2 separate regions of the Mus musculus genome follow, and region 2 is linked to region 1. The links are chromatin contacts, called in public Hi-C maps. All regions are on one chromosome and are shown on one strand. Each heading gives the region's core, a stretch centred on a gene start, on an enhancer-like site or on the middle of the called end of the contact. The rest is flanking DNA. Distances are from core to core; before and after follow the strand shown.

The links. A called contact is a pair of places that touch in the nucleus more often than the background predicts.
Region 2: a Hi-C map of uterus shows a contact between it and region 1, with 4 times the contacts expected there. The contact joins two enhancer-like sites. A contact is called at or near these places in 14 of 484 Hi-C or Micro-C datasets (the AML12 cell line, adipose-derived mesenchymal stem cells, embryonic fibroblasts and 5 more).

What each region holds. Positions count from the first base shown.
Region 1 is chr3:29,742,164-29,746,321 of GRCm38.p6, forward strand. No RefSeq gene overlaps it. Among named protein-coding and RNA genes, the nearest start is that of Gm42197, 48 kb to the left of the region's middle. Within about 2 kb of position 2,253, at least 4 of the 459 cell types and tissues checked have an H3K27ac peak or open chromatin away from gene starts, as enhancers often do. A contact at or near this core is called in uterus, where this site is marked.
Region 2 is chr3:29,809,561-29,813,718 of GRCm38.p6, forward strand. All of the region lies in intron 3 of Gm33206 (a long non-coding RNA gene), which reads right to left. Among named protein-coding and RNA genes, the nearest start is that of Mannr, 79 kb to the right of the region's middle. Within about 2 kb of position 2,186, at least 15 of the 459 cell types and tissues checked have an H3K27ac peak or open chromatin away from gene starts, as enhancers often do. A contact at or near this core is called in uterus, where this site is marked.

The DNA of each region.
Region 1 (4,158 bases), core at 1,003-3,502:
AAGGGAACCTTGAGATCCATGTGCGGATACACAGCTGAGTGTACCCCACACCTCCCATACAAGTACACCACATAAAAAATACAAAATATTTCATTATTGCATAGTCTTCAGAACACAAATTTTCCATGAAGTTCTTAGTGTTCTATGTCAAAGAGACAGTGAATGGTTTTACAGGGGTCAAATGCCTTTAAACCTGGGTATAAGGTAAAAGATACCCTAGTGCTTGAAAAGCTTCGGTCTAGAAGCTTAAACTTGGAATTGATTTATTTGCTACACAGTAGAACAGAACAGAGAAAGAGGGTGAGGAGGAAGAGGAATAGAAATGGTGAGTGTGTTCTTTCTCTACCTGAACAGGTGAGTTTCTGAGAATTGAGCTATTGACCAAGTGTACGATAGTGTCCCAGTGCCTTCCTGCCTGGGTTGCAGCTTAGTGATGCCTATGAAGGCAGAAGGGGTAGCCTGTGGCAATGCTTTCTGTTCAGACACAGGGCATATCAGCTTGAAGTTCTCCAGTTTTCACTCAACCCCATCCCATTTTACTTCTCAGTAGATGTTGCAGGTTTGGTAGCATACACTCAAAAAAATGGTTTTATTCTGTGGTTAGTTTGCAAAAGTACCTACTCAGAAACAGCTTCCCGACTACTGTGTGGAGAAAAAAAGCTATAAATTTTCAGTCTTTGAAAGTAATCCAAACTTTGATGAACTCAATAGCTTGGGGAATAAAAATTCAGGTCCAGGTAAGGACAGACAAAATAATAAGTCAAGATATTGGTATTTTCATCCCAATCAGCACTTTGACAGGGTATTGAAGAGTCCCAGTTAGGTGCATATTGGTGCAGTAGTTACCAGAGGGTGGCATGTGTTGCTTGTACCTTGGGGTATACACACACACAGTGTTTGGATCTTTAACTGACTGAGACTGCCTCTTCCTGTTAAATTGTACTCTCCAAAACTTCAAACCCCAAAATGCTTGTCTGTTTTGATATAACTCACTAGTGTCGCACTTATAATCTTTGGATTCACAACAACTTGCAGGGTGGCAGACTATTAAAAGAAGAAATATCCATAGCATTTCTGGGATATGTCATCTTTTGTTAAAAACATGTGACCACAAAGCATTGTGGGAAGAATTCTTCTGAGAGCTTGTTTGTTCTTTTTTGCAGGAAAATGATTTTTTTTCTTTCTAGAACAATTTCCAAAAAGGATTTGATTTGAAAAACCAATAGTTTTATGGAGACATCACGAGAAGCAATATTGAGTTATCAGGTTTCCAAGCTGATGACACGAAGTTCAACCCTTTCCAGATTGAAGTAGAAAAGTAAACCTATAACTATAACTGAAAACCATTAGGATGGATGTTATCTCTTATCAATACTCACAATTTATATTAAACTCTTAACTTTGAGTTTGCTTGATTTCTAAACTAGATTTCTTAGGGTTAAAAAATTACACATTTTAGTTTATAACTCTTTTTAATAGAAAATTATAGAAATAAAAGAGTTGGAATCAGTACACCAAGAACAATACTTTCTAAGCTTTTGAGTCTTTTTTATTTCCCCTCAACTGAAGATCCACGCTGCTTGAATTCAGTCCAACTAACATTTAATAAAACCGCAGTGAAACCCACAACATGAGATTTGAATTCTTATTCAGTGACCATATTTGGCCCAACATTGTGTTTTTCTCTCTAGAGCAAATTCTTTTCCTGTGTCTTCCACTTAGCAACCTTTTAACTTTATCTTATCTTTTCCTTTTCAAGTCTTGCAGGTGAACCTGTTGAAAAATAACTCACTAATTTGATTCGGTTGCCACAGACAGACTAAAATACTGTTCCAATTCCTTTTTGCCCCATAATCTTAAAACTTTGCTACTGAGAGCTAAGTAGTGAGCTCTCAAAGTGGAGCTCTTTATTCATGAAACTGTTAAACCATGACGAAGCTGGTCCCTATATATTGTATTAAACTCAATTAAGTAATGGAGTCTTCTGTAGTCAAGCCCACCTTCATCTTCCAGAGGAAGCTCAAGGCACTTTGCATGCTTTTCATAACATGCCAAATGTTTATTTCTTTGTGGTGCTAAAGGTAGCTTGCTTGATTTATGTCTTGCCCTAGTTAAGATGCCCGGGTCCTCAAGCCTTATTGCTTCTGAGTTAGAGGCTGAGGTCAACTTAACGATACTAATCTGTCTCCCTGTTTGCAAACAATGAATCACCATTTGGATGCTAAGACCACATAGCAAGCTTTGACTTGGCAGCTTGGTTCAAAGGTTGCAAGCAGAATGTATAAAAGTGGCCTGTGTCTGGAACTTCTGGTCACAGATGTCAAGGATTCCCTGACGAGGCCACCAATATTGGTGTGACTAATTGATGAAAAGTGGGTGTGGCTAAGACATGTTATTCTCATGCCCAGTTTGGACTGGATTGATTTGATCTAGACTTAATAATATTAAAAGCTCCTCTAGCCATTCCCAGGGCACAAATGAAAATGCTTTCCAGTTATTAAGGAAGAATGTGACTTATCCAGGACAATATGTAAGAAAGGAAGGAAGGATAAAAACAAGGCAGTTCATTTTAACCTCTTGGACCAAATGAGCTGTGGTACGGAAGAGATGGCGCTTCAAGGAGAGACATGATATTTTATTACTGATTAAATTAGAATTTGTCCCGGAGAACTGACAGTTCAAGTAGCTGGACTTAAAACAAGCGATTCATAAAAGTTAGAGGCCAACTTTTTGCAAGTATTTTGTTCTGATTCCTTAGGAGCGCAGACCAAATAGTGATTGAAATGCAGAAAACCCAGAGATTGGTTCCACTCGGAGATTTTCCCAAATAACCTTAGTGCCTGTCACAGAGTAAGTACTGACCTAGAATTTACAAAGCTAGTGCATGTGCCAGTGGTGGGTGCTTTTGAGTGACTATTTATATAAGGATGCTAAAAAAAAAATTCAGTTTCACTAGACAGAGACTAAAAACAATTCTATACTTTAAATCGACAAAATCCCAATTACTTTCTTATGGATATTTGACTTTATTGCATCAAAAATTTCAACTTTACTAACAATGCCATTTATTCATGTGTGTGTATGTGTGTGTGTGTGTGTGTGTGTGTATGTAGAAGGTTGTACTTACAATGAATGTGAAGACCAGAGACTGAAATTTGAATGTCTTTCTCAGGTTCTTCTTTATCTCGGGTCTTGATTCAGTGTCTATAACTGAACAATGAATTTGCCATTTCATCTTGATTAACTAGACTCCAGAAATCTGTTTATTTCCTTCCCCCAAGTGTTGAGATTCCAGGTACACACTGCCACAGCCAGTTTTTTGTTGTAACAAGGGTGTTGGATCCAAACTTGGATCCTCATATTTGTGGAGCAAGCACTGTATCCACAGGGATTCTCCCCATTATTTCTTGCATTTCCTAACTATAATATATTCATTTTTTCACCGTTGCTTCTTATTTATCTGCAGTGATAAAAGGGGAGGGGGTGGTGGTAAGCCTAGCTAAGAAATATCGACTTCTGATGTAAGAATGTAGACTGGTCAAGGAATGTTTCTGTGATCCAAGGAAGGGTGTGTCTGTCGGACTGTGGGTTGTGACATTGTGGCATGACTAAAAACAACTTCTTGATCTCTCTTTCCTGCTGGGAAAGATGATAGAGAGTCCCATGAAAAGGAAATGGAGAACTTGATTATTTACATTTGCGGTTTGATTAAATCTCTGTGATTGATGAACTGAAAGGTAGCACTAGGAGCCTTCCAGTAAGCAGAAGGCTCCTTGTCATTTCTCAACATTACCTAATATATTTGTATCCTTGATCTGTGCTCTTGACACATAACACTACATGAAATTTTATATGTTGGATTCATAACATGCAGTTGTCTGTGAAGATGTTTACTGGAATCCACGCAATTGTTGAACAATGGCTCTACAGATGACATCTCTCTGTCATCAAGGATGGCCAAAAAGACCCGGATGCTTCTCACTTCAATGTACCTGTCAATAACCCAGCTTCAGGAGCACTATAGGAGTGGAATATTTTTTTTTTTAAATCCTACATCTTACATGCTTACAATATTTTTTAAAACCAAAATCACTTTTTCTTCCTTGAAAATTTGAGTGTCACAGTCAACATTTGACTAGCATACTTATGCTAATTTGT
Region 2 (4,158 bases), core at 936-3,435, 67 kb after region 1:
CAAAGGGCCTCCAGGTCACTGACAACATAATGTTCCATGGATTTGATGATAATCATAGTCAAAACTTGTTTTGTTTGTTTTTAAAACATTGTATTTATTTCTTTACCGTTTTTATGTGCATTTGTGTTTTGCCTGAATGTGTGTGTGTTCAAGAAATGTATGCTGTGTCCATAGAAGCCAGAAGATTAGTATCAGATCCCCCCGGAACTGGAGTTACCGGTGACAGAGCTCAGATGTTGGAAATTGAACCTCGGTCCTCTGAAGAGCAGCCAGTTCTCATAACCACTCAGACATCTCTTCAGCATCCTCAAATATTTTTTCAACAAAGAATTGCTTTCAAAACGAGAAAAATGATTGAATTGCTGAGCTGAAAGTTAAGGCACCACAATTACAATTTGTTGTTGCTTGGTTATAGTCTCCTTTTAAGAAGGTCTGCCTACTTCAGGGTCATGTGATTTAGTGCCTCTAGTCTTGTGCTGAGGGTATCAAGATAGGTAGAACTATGTCACAGAACAAAGCAAGGACACCCATGTTGTATCAGCATTTTATGCCAAGGAAAAGAATGAGGCTGAGCAAAATCTCTTCATTTTGGAAGACAATCTGCTTTGATTGACATTCTGATTGAATATGTACCACCCAGGAACCATAGAAGACGTATGCTTCTAACCCCAAAATGTAGACTACCCAGCAAACAGATTAGATTCAAGTTCTACCAAAAGGCGAATTAAGGAAGAAAATGGTCCAGTTTCCCTAGACTTCCAGACATATGCTCCCATGCTGTGATATACATTTTGCCTCCATTTTGCTGTCTGAGCCAGCCTGATACTAGGATAACTGTCTTGTGGATGGGGCTGGGATGGAATCTGAGAGAGGGTTAATGAATGATTTCTCAGAAACAGGAAATGAGTAGCTCTCTCCTTGGCCAAAGAAAGAGAAGATGTAGAGCTGACACGCAGCAGAGAGGTTTTCCTTACATGGCCTTTTGGATTTATAAAAATAATGGCTATTGATTTATGACTTACTGAGAAATATTTGAAAACTTTATAAATAGCACCAGTCTGGCAGGGTAGACCTTGCTTTCTGAGTTCTGTGAAGTCACTAGTTAGGCATGTAAGCTCAGGCATGTTTTCTCCTACAGCCCTCTCTATCTGCAAAGGTAGCAAAGAGGGCTTGTGCATCCCTCTCAACCCTAGAGTCTAAAATCCTATTCTAATGCCTGGGAGAGAGCTCAGCTGGCAAAGCGTTGGCCACAGATGAGGACTCAAGTTCCAGCCACAGAACCCACTTTTAAAAGCTGACAGTGTGGAGTGTTCTCTAAAACCAGCATAGGCAAAGCTAGGGAGATCCATAGGACACCCCTGGCCAGCTCTCCCAGTGCTGGTCACTGAGCTCTGGGCCATCGAGAGAGTGTATCTCAGCAACAGCGAGTGGGGGAAAGTAAGAGAGGGTGGGAGGAAGAGAAGAAGGGAAAGAGGGGGAGAGGGTGATGGGGGAAGGGAGAGAGAAAACAAAAGCATAAAACAAAAGCCTACAAATGTTGATGGTGTCTGAGGAGGACGCTTGAAGTCAACTTTGCATCATCTGACCTCAACGGATGTGCACACATATGTGCACTTGCACACATACAGGTGTACACAGATATAAACACATGCATGCACACACACGTACACACACACACACACACACACACACACACACACAGACACACACACACACACACACATGTGTCTATAGTGGAGACAATTTGATTAAGTAGGAAAACTCCATGTGACAGCATGCGTACCTTAGTCTCTCTGGAATTCTAAACCATAAAAGTAGGCTGATAATGTCTTTATACCCTTTGAATTAGGGGAGGTTTGAAAAATGAGTTGAAAATGTCAATAGCTCAGCCTTCTGCCTAGAACCTAATGAGTTTCTGAAAACAGTAAACTCAGAGCTGAAACCCTCTGCATGAAGCTTTCTGAAGGTAAGATTCAGACATGTTCATTCTTTTTCTGACCCCAGTAAATCAGTGTCACCGTGTCACCATTCAATCCCATATTATTTCTTCCATTTTGGCCATCTCTCCCACCTCTGCTTTAAATATTGTTTCAAAATGACCTTGTAGTCATGATAATAGTAGTCATTTACCTGTCACCCTGCACTGCTCAGCCATTGCACATAATCTCCAGAGCAGCAGTGGAAGGCAGGTGTTCCCCTGCTTGGAGGTTGGGCCAGGTCATATTTCATTAAATGTCCCCATGAAACCTAGCACTGTGCCTTGGATACACAAGACCCTCGTCACACATGTTTTGATTGACTGAAACTCGGCAGTATGTCCCACTCCCTTTCTTTGTAATGTATGTAGGTGTTTGATTTATAAGGAATTTCTGTCCCTGGATGTGGCCGGCTATTGAATTTATGTGTGACAAGGAAACCATACAGTTTGGCAACTCTATAGTGATAGGTGATGTGTGATTCATTTGGGGGAAGATAAACATTTTCTATTCAGACTTTGAATACCTGGGCCTACGGTTAGCTAATCAAGTCTCTGCATGGCTGAACAGACATCTTCAAAGGGACTTTACTCTAAATTACTCCATTGTGTGTTTCTAGATGCTGTCCTGTTGCATATTGATAATATTTCTTATAGCCACTGCTTAAAAGTAGGAAACAAACATAATTTAGACTTTACTCATCTTAAAAGAAAGCCAGTGGTGTTATAAACCTAAGTCCATGCTAGAAAACCAGGACCCCAAGACCCTTTGAGAGGCCAGGATGCGCTCACAATAAGTTACATCTGTCTGTAACGTAAGGCACACAAAGAGAGACTCAGAGAGTGTGCCTTTCTTAAAAGATGTGTCAAAGCAGGAATCTAAGTTGGTCCTGGAAGACCGTATAGATAGGTGGCGGGGCATGGGACAGCAAAAACTGCAGGGGCCATTGATCAGCCTCTCTGAGCCATCTCCCTCCTGGTCTGGTTCAGTTGCTTTCTCCTCAACTAACTACTCTTTGCCTCCTGAGGTAGGCTTTAAGTTCCCAGTGGATGTTTTTCTTCCCTCCCCTGTGAAATCACATGAATCTAGGCTGGGTGGGGGCAGGGGAGGAGTATGGTAGGCTCTGAACAAGCCCAACCTCACTGGTGGGAGAAATGGTCCCGTAAATCCTTTCAAAGGGCGCCCACCATGTCTGAGAGTCGGAAGGGGCAGCCGGTGACATGAATACGATTATTGTAATGGAGCAAAATGTGTGACCCGACCGGATTCGGTAAACCCAGCAAAAGGGAACGGCACAGTTAACCCGTGTCTTGGGGGAGCACTAAACCTGGAGCAGACTTATTAATTAGAGCTTCTGAGGGGCACAGAAAAGGGGAGGCTTTCTCCATTATGGAGACAGCTCCATTCTAGCCAGTTGCTTTCCACGGGGGCAACTCCTGCTCCTTTCTTTCTTCTCTTTGAGCCAAGCAGTCTGAGTTACTGTTCACAAGGTCCCTGTTGTGCCTTTTCCATTCAGAAATAGAGCCGATGGGAGAGTTTTTAAATGCATCAGTAGGTGGCGCTCTTTCTTTTAATTTATTTTTCAATCTTCGGTCCAGTTTGTACTGAAAGACCCAGACCTTTTTAATGAAAGAGAAGGGATTTTTAAAATGAAAACACATATACAATGTCCTCTTTTAATTGAAATGGTATATTGTGAAATCATTACTGTCACATGACATTTGTGTTTTAGGGAAATGCATATATATATATATATATATATATATTCCTAAATTGACTTTAGCAATTTGAAAATGATAGTGGACATCTGTGTTCAATAACGTTTTGTTGGTAACCGGTGTTTAATATTTCATGTCAAATCAGGAAGAGTGATAGAAGGTTCTGGAACAGCGGCGGCGACTGGCATTCCTGCAGCACAGCCTGCCCTTTGTCATACTCACCATAAAGAAACCTGCTGTAGCCGGGATGGGAGCTGCACCAGAGTGACTCTGTTCTTGGACCTTACATAAACTTCCAGAATACACTGTCTCTATTTTCTTTTAGAAATATGTCTATAAGCAAAACGGGCTAAAGGACTTCCCAAGCTCATTATTTATTTAAGTGGGAAAGAGGGGGAGTGTGTGTTGGGGGAAAGAGCTCTTGGAAGAAATTACAGCAGAATAAATCATCTTCTAGAACAAAT